Regions from separate parts of the Sus scrofa genome. Here region 1 is linked to region 2. Evidence: chromatin contacts called from public Hi-C data. All regions are on one chromosome and are shown on one strand. Each heading gives the region's core, a stretch centred on a gene start, on an enhancer-like site or on the middle of the called end of the contact. The rest is flanking DNA. Distances are from core to core; before and after follow the strand shown. Region 1 holds the start of ADAT2 (tRNA-specific adenosine deaminase 2). Region 2 holds the start of FUCA2 (plasma alpha-L-fucosidase).

What was found. A called contact is a pair of places that touch in the nucleus more often than the background predicts.
Region 1: a Hi-C map of skeletal muscle shows a contact between it and region 2, with 4 times the contacts expected there. The contact joins the promoter of ADAT2 here to the promoter of FUCA2 in region 2. A contact is called at or near these places in 2 of 47 Hi-C or Micro-C datasets (heart right ventricle and skeletal muscle) and 1 of 2 datasets of contacts at active chromatin or transcription factors (alveolar macrophages).

What each region holds. Positions count from the first base shown.
Region 1 is chr1:21,799,076-21,803,015 of Sscrofa11.1, reverse strand. ADAT2 (tRNA-specific adenosine deaminase 2) reads right to left here and starts at 1,451. Exons shown (of 6, transcript XM_001924236.5): 1 at 1,152-1,451. The coding sequence starts at 1,247. It overlaps PEX3 (peroxisomal biogenesis factor 3), which reads left to right and starts at 1,401. Exons shown (of 12, transcript NM_001244185.1): 1 at 1,401-1,713. The coding sequence starts at 1,641.
Region 2 is chr1:21,740,305-21,744,440 of Sscrofa11.1, reverse strand. FUCA2 (plasma alpha-L-fucosidase) reads right to left here and starts at 2,249. Exons shown (of 7, transcript XM_021072334.1): 1 at 1,669-2,249. The coding sequence starts at 1,874.

The sequences.
Region 1 (3,940 bases), core at 202-2,701, 59 kb before region 2:
AAGAAAGAAAACTACTTAGCATACGACATTATTGAAATGAAGGAAAGTGACATTTTGATACCACATGAAAACTCTTTGTCTCCAACTTGGAGAATTTGGTAACATAAAAGAAGTTCAGGCCGTATAAATTCATACAATTACAAGTCGATTTTTTAAAGGCATATGTGATCATTCATTACAGTAGCAGATAGAAAGATATGTATCCTGTTAGTTTAATGGAGGAAATAAATGTGGATGTAGGTTTAAAGAACGGGTCATGAAATCAAATCAGTAGGTCGTGGCCAACATTTTTTTCAAAATGAAACAAAAAAGAAATACCAGAAAAATTGTACATGGGACTGCTAAGCTCTGGTCTGTGAAACTTTTGCTTCAATTATGGCTATGTGTGTGTTTACTGGGTTGTGATACAAAACAGATTTTTTTTTTTTACTGTGAGTCACTTTCAAAAAACTATGAGAAACAAGTGTCAAAGAATATATATGCGTGTATATGTGTGGGCACGATCTATGTACTTATAGATATATGTCAAACACACTTTTATCCCTACTAAAGAGTTCGCTGGGTAAAGCTTGAATTACACACAGATCTGATTGGAGCCCTCCCTTAACCAGGAGCCCTAAGGGGAGCGAAGGAAAGAAGTAAAAAAGAACAGAGGTCGGGAGGATGGATGGATGGATGGATGAATGAATAAATGGGAGGCTCTGTACAGGGGCTTGTTTTCATCGTGCTCTCTACCAGAAACATCCTCAGCTTTCTACCTTCTAGTAGATAGGTTCAAGGGGTCATAAACACAAAATAATGTGATTTCGCGGATTTGCGAGTGTGTCCACAGGAAAGAAGGGGACGCAGCACGCACGTGCAGCAGCCCCCGAAGATCAGGGATTAAGTCTGAAGCATAATTCCAGCGGGTGAAAAAAGAAATAATTTCTGTATTCCTCTCTTCCTTTCCTCAGATCCACTGTGAAAATGGGCTAAAGAAAATTTCATAACAACACAGCCAGCTGTTACCCAGAGAATGTGAGTGCCATCGAGACTACAGCGACTAGCTAGGAAGCACCCTTGGGACCTTCCGTATCCTGACACAAATGCTCCAGTTGGATAAGCGGGAGAAAAGTTCCCATCCTATACATCCGCCACTCCACTCCCCTCACCATTTGCATCGCCTGCTCCATCCACTTTTCGGTCTCCTCCGCGGACACCGAGCATTCGCCGTCGGCGGCCGGCGTGGACTCCCCCTTGGCCTCCATTCTGCACGCGGGCCGCTGCGCGCAGCGCCAGAGGCCGCCGCAGTGGAGGAACGCTGGTAACGGAACGCGGCGGGTGCGGGCTGCCGTTTCCGGGGGAGTCGAACGATGGGACACTCGGGAGCGAATTCTGGACGGACCTTGGCGCCCCGGACCAGTGAGCGGCGGCGGCGGCGCGCCGGCTGCATCGGAAAGCGCAGCTGCTCAGCTCTAGTCCACGCCCCCTTCCCGCTCCGGTGACAGCCCCTGCGGAAAGTCGCGTTTGTGATTTCTGGAGAACGCTGAGCGGGACGACGGCGGTCCAGCCGGGTCTTCCGGGCCAGGTGACGAAGAAACGGTTTCTTGGGGAGCCATCCCCCCTACCTTCCAGGCAGCCCGCAGCCCCGGGGCCTGAAGATGCTGAGATCTACGTGGAATTTTCTGAAACGTCACAAAAAGAAATGCATCTTCCTGGGGACGGTCCTCGGAGGTGGGTGACAGCATTCTTGGAAAGGGGCATTGGGAGAAGGGGTTTGGGAGAGAGGTGTCTGTCTTCTAAAATAGAGGGGAGGGAACCATGGTGCAGGATTCGTTCAAGCATGGATGGGGAACGGAGTGATTGACAGACCCCCAAGGTTCTGGACATCTTTGCGGTTGTGAAATTTGTGCCCTTTGCCCTGACACTGCCCATTACTATGTTTCTCCCCTTTTGCACACTGACCACTGACCTTGGAAGAACCCACCACATTCTTTTTCTTTCTTTTCTTTCTTTTTTTTCTTTCCTCTTCAAGGCACCTTTCTCTTGTAGATACATGTTTTGTTTTGAATTCTCTTCTTTTGTTTTCCTGTGAGATTTTTCACTTCTCTTTGGCACTCCTAATACTTTGTTTGGCATTGGCCCATTGCAGAAGTTTCATAATATTCCAGGGGAGTTAACTAAAGCCTGCAGTCCGAGTGTTGTTTAAAGTTAATTAGAACTTTCAAAAACAGCACAATTGTCCTGAAGGACTGGAAGGTATATACTAAACAAAGAAACGCAAATCGATATCTTGGCCGTTTCTGCTATTTTAGAATACAAAGTGTGCAGTAAATTATGCAATAAGAAAGTGCTTGCAGGATATTGCGCAGTGTTCCTCAGGATCTTCCAGACTGGGATTAGCTCCCACCTAGCTGATATAATTGAGTTTCACAAGCTGAGAGGAGATGTAGAAACAGACAATCTTGGCAGCCCTTTTCCTCATAAGACAGTCATAATATGTAAGGATTTGAAGGAAGAATAAAAGTTTGGGGATGTCCAATGGACCCTATACAAAGCCCTTCTATTCAGTGGGATGATGACAGGATAGTTATTGTTACCCCCATTCAAAAATGAGGGATGGAGTTCCTGTCGTGGCGCAGTGGTTAACGAATCCGACTGGGAACCATGGGGTTGTGGGTTTGCTCCCTGGCCTTGCTCAGTGGGTGAAGGATCCGGCGTTGCCGTGGGCTGTGGTGTAGGTTGCAGACGCGACTCGGATCCAGCATTGCTGTGGCTCTGGCGTAGGCCGGAGACTACAGCTCCGATTAGACCCCTAGCCTGGGAACCTCCATATGCCGCGGGAGTGGCCCAAGAAATGGCAAAAAGACCAAAAAAAAAAAAAAAAAAAAAAAAGAGGGAGCCAGAGTCCTAGGAATTTTAAAAACTTTCTTGGGGTCGCAGAGTTAGTAGCATAGAAGCTAGAACTCAAACCCAGGTGATTTAGATCCTGAAGCACCTTCTTTTTCTGCACTATACCACTCTGTCTTCATGGTCTTTATGATCTAATAGGAATGAAAACAAGCGATTTAGTTCATTCAGGGGGCTGTAACAAAACAGCCTTATGATCTGGCTTATAAACAACAGACATTTATTTCTCACAGTTCTGGAGGCTGCGAGTTTAAGATCAGGGAGGGAGCTATCACAGTAAGGTGAGGGTTTGCTTCTAGATTGCAGACTTCTTGTTGCATCCCCACATGTACAGAAGAGGCTAGGGATCTCTGGGAAGCCTCTTTAATAAGAAATGCTAATCCCATTCATGAGGGCTCCATCCTCGTGCCCTAAGCACTTTCCCAAAACGCCCACCTCCAAATACCATTGTATGGGGTGTTAGGATTTCAACATATGAATTTGGGGGAGATACGAATATTCAAACCATAGCAACAAGTATATAAATTAAAATACAAAACAACATGAGCTAGAAAATGCTGTATATATCAAACTGGCAGATAACATGTATAGTTGGAAAAATCAGGAAAACTTAATGGAAGAAGTGGCACATTTTGGCAGACTTGCAAACTAGGTAAGATATCACCATGTGTGCTGAAAAAGTTTGGCCATTCACTGGTGGAGGAGGGGGAAACCTAAGTAAAAACTTTGAATTACAGGCTTTCTTAAGTAAGAATTGCCTGCATTTTGGATGAGTACCCTGTTTTAGACCAACTTGTGCAATTTGATCAGTTATGAAAAGACTAGAGCATTGTTTCTCAGACATTTTGGCCTGAGGTCTCCTCTACACTTTTAAAAATTAAGGACTCTAAAGAACTTTATAAGATATGTATCTAATAATAGTTTCCATATTAAAAATTAAAACCAAAATATTTTTGAAATACTAGTTTAAAAACAATAGTAAACCTATTACACATTAATATAAATATTATTTGCAAAAAAAGGAGTGAGAAGAGTAGCATTGTTTTACATT
Region 2 (4,136 bases), core at 1,000-3,499:
AATACTCAGTTAATTTTTTTTACTTAGGAATATATTATATATGTATGTATTGTGTGTATATACACACACACACACACACACACACACACATATATATAATAACTTTTTATCTTGAAGAGTTTAAAATACCTTATGTTTTTAATTAGGAAAGATATGTGAGAGTTCAAAGTTGAAAGGGACTACATGCACATTTATAAATATCAAGGCAAAAACCTAAAGAGCAATTTTTTTGTGTAGTACTTTTCACATAATAGTGTATTAATACTTGGAATTTTGGGGCGTTCCCTCCAGTCACTGCTAAGACACGGGTTTGATCCCTGGCCTGGGTACTTCCATATGCCAAGGTGCAGCCAAAAAAAAGAATCCTTGGGTTTTTTTTTTTTTTTTTTTTAGAGTTAATAGTCTTTTCAAAAAAATTGTTCTATGAGCCATGTGTGGTAACATTTTAATGTTAAAGAGCTGGTGAATGCCCAAATGAATAGAAGTTTTGATAGGGATGGAAAAGGATAGTTACACAGGTAGTTTATAGAAGTCCCAATAAGGGGCCCTAGATAGAGAGGGAAACCTAGGGAACTTTGGGAGACCATGGTAAGTTAATAATTGCTCAAGAAAACCATCAGACCAAGGTAGGCTTACTTGACTAGTGGAGGCTCAAGATATGCCTCAGGTCATTAGGTAGGGGGTGGGGGTGAGGCCTGCATTCAGGTTCAAACCAAGGGCAGAAGTTTAAGGACCTTCCTTCTGCTGATTTGAATAAGTACCAAGACAGTCCTAGTTTGGCCTTATAGGTCAAATACTCCCTTACATGATACTAAGGAGGCGCTACTACTCAAAGAAAGAGGTAGAGGCGGTCTTTCCCATCCCCACTCCCCTTGGATAATAAAACTGTAGCCCACCTAATCCTCAGGGCAGCGCCTCCTTTCCGGCCAGCTTGCATCTCTCGCAATAATCCTATCTTAGTAAACCTATTTCTTGCGCATCTCTTTGTCTTTCGCTGAATTCCTTCTGTATGGAGGCATAAAGAACCTGAACCTTGGCAAGTCCAGACACCAGGGAAGTGAGTCTAATTTACACGCTGTTGGTTCAAGTCCCCATCTGGGTCTAGGCTGGGTTCGAGTCCCTGGCACCTGGGTTCAGGTCCCGGTCTGGGTTCTGGCTGGGTTCAAGTCATAGGTGCTGTCAGTTTTAGTTTCACAAACACATACATGTATGTTTAAATCACACTTCATGGCAGAACAACTGAAAATTGACAGGTAGCAGCGGAACAGCGGTGGGACATCGAGTCTGTATCTCAATGGACTGCGGTTTAGGCCCAAGCTTCACCATCTCACCCCACACAAGTAGATTACTTCCTGCTGTTTCTGTCACTCGGAGGCTGCAGAGTGAGAACTACAACGTAATAAGTGTAATCATCAACAAGCTGAGAAGCGGGAGCCACATGAAGTGTCTGACAACTCCTGCAGTCACAGGGAAGAAAAATTCAGCGTTCATCAGCACGAACCACTAACACAATAAATTACACACTTAACACCCGGAAATGCCAAATGCAGTTAAAACAGCAGGAGGCGAAACTGACTAGAGGGCAAAACAAAGCCGCAAAGGCGGGATCTGGGTCGGGCTGGAGGGAACCAAAGCAGGGTCAGAGGAGACGGAGGGAGGCGCACTCACCAGAACCATTCGCTCCCAAAACTGGGCACGGAGAACACGCCCCAGTGGACGAAGATGCCGAACTTCGCCTGGTCGAACCAGCCGGGCAACTGGCGAGCGTCCAGGGACTCCCAGGTGGGGTCGAATCGCGCTGCGCCGCCAGCGGGGCCCTGCGGCAGCAGCAGAAGCAGCAGCAGCGGGAGCCGGGGTAGCTCCAGGGACCTCATGGCCCGCGCCTGCACTCCCGTCCGCTCACCAGGGCCTGCCAGCGGCCGCCCTTCCGCGTCCCTGGCTGACTGCGAGTCGTAACGGTCACCTGACCTTGGAGTAAGGCTCCCTCCCCGCTGGGATGGGAGTGGCTCCGGTTCTGGCTCGGGGAGCCAAAGGACCCCAGGAGGCCTGCATCGCTCACTTGCACAACTGAGGGGGCCCAAAGCCAACCCTGAGGCTGCTCAGCCAAGCCTCCTGTCTATCCGCTTTGGGGAGAAAAACGAGTCCGGTTCAGGGACTCGTGGGACTGCCTCTCCCTTGAAGCCACAGGATCCTTCCAGAAACTGCTGGAGAAAGCACGCGACAGACCAACCCATGTGGAACCGTGGACCGGAAGACCAAGGCAGGGAACCTCAGATGGCTCATCTCCTCCCGCCCAGGCTCGTGGCACGGAAAAGCCCAGATCATCCTCAGCCTCTGCCCAGATCATTCTCAGCCTCTGCATTTTACACGCCACTTGCACCTCATCCCACCCGCCCCTGCTCCTGGCAAAGGCCCTGGGTGTGTTTAGAACTGTGACTCTCAACTTCTTTGAGCCTGTATCAGGTGACATTTCCAAGCATTTCCAATTCTGGTTGGGAACCCAGTATTTGAATTTCTAACCAAGAGACGATCTTGCTGGTCTGAGCACCAAACTTTGAGAAACCCTGCAAGAGAAAACAAGGTGATCTAAGGCAGGTGAAGCCAGTGAAATGAATGCTTAAGAATCTGCAGGCTTGGGAAAGAAGCCAGAAACCTGGAATGATTAATCAAGGAACATCAGTCAGAAGCTGTCTCCCCATGTTAAGAAAAGCCAGAACCCCCACCTCTCTGCTCCAGAAAAAACAAAACAAAACGAAATACAGACACACACACAAAACAAAAAACCCTCTCATCTTTCCCTGCACTAGGTCAAATGTCACTGCCTCTGTGAAGCTGTCACCACCCTCCCTCCTGTGTGTTTCCATTAACACCTCATTCCAACCACTAATACAGGCGTCCACGGCTTGTCTTGTTAGGATACAGATTTCATTTCCCACTAGGCTGTGTGTGAGCACCCTGAAGAAAGGAATAGGGACATTCCTTTCTGTAGTTTCTGCATTTACAGCAGAGCCTGGGTAGAGCAGCACTCAAAGCACATTCGTTGAAGTCCTTCAGCAAACCTGGGTTCTATCGACTGTGTTCAAAAAACAAACGTCAGTGGAGCAAAAAAGATCAAATTGGCTTCGTTCAACGATTCATGAACAGGCAGCCTCCTATCTAGCAAATAAAAAGGTGACCCATGGAGTTGTACAAAATAGATTTTTTCAGGCAAAAGGAGGGTGGAACAAGGAAGTTCAAAGAGTGTGTTATTTTAGATAAGGTCACCTTCCCTTAGGGAAATGCAAGGGGTCCAGGTAAGATTACCTCACTAGTTGCTGATTGGGTCATTTCAGACTGATTGGTATAAAATTCCACTCCTGGGAGAGGCTGAAACTGCAGTTAAGTTAGCTACTAAGTCTTGGTGGGGTTTAGCATAAGTGACTCCATCTGAGGCTGCTTGTTTCCTTTACACAAATGTTATAAAAGAAGAAAGAAGGAAATGACACTAAGTAGCTATTGCCCTCATTCTCCTATCTCTGCAAAGACAGGGAGCAGCAGTGACCACTGTCATCCCAGGTATAAGGGCCTTCACCCCCTTGATGCTGTTCAGTGGAGTCCCAAGACCACTGCTTCCACCAGAAAGGCTCCCCAAATTTTCAGGATACGGAAAGGAGGGATCCAGCAGTCTACTGAACATCGTTAACAATTGCAGTAGCCTCAGTTAGGGATAAACTGGGGTGATAATTTTTATTATCTGGTCTTTAATCCTAGAATGATCTAGGACCTCAGTGGCCCCTAAACCTCCAGGGCATATTTGAATAACAACAAAAAATCGACCTTTAGTCACTGTGCCTGGGCATCTTTTGAAGCAGACGATTGCACAATACATGTAAAAGACAGTTTTCACAGTGACAAATGAGGTTGTGAACTCTCAGAGGGATGGTAGACATAGCCGGTGACAAGGCAGTGGGGCCCTGTCTTCTCATCCTTTGCCCATGTGAATTCCATCCTCCAAACAAATTTCTTTTATCATATAATAACTTATTTACATTTCCATGTATTTCAGTTAAAGAGTGCTAATCAGAGCTTCTGATCAGCACAATGCCACTGGGTCATTTATCATTTCCCTAAAGGAGAAGAAAATTTTTTTGTTAATA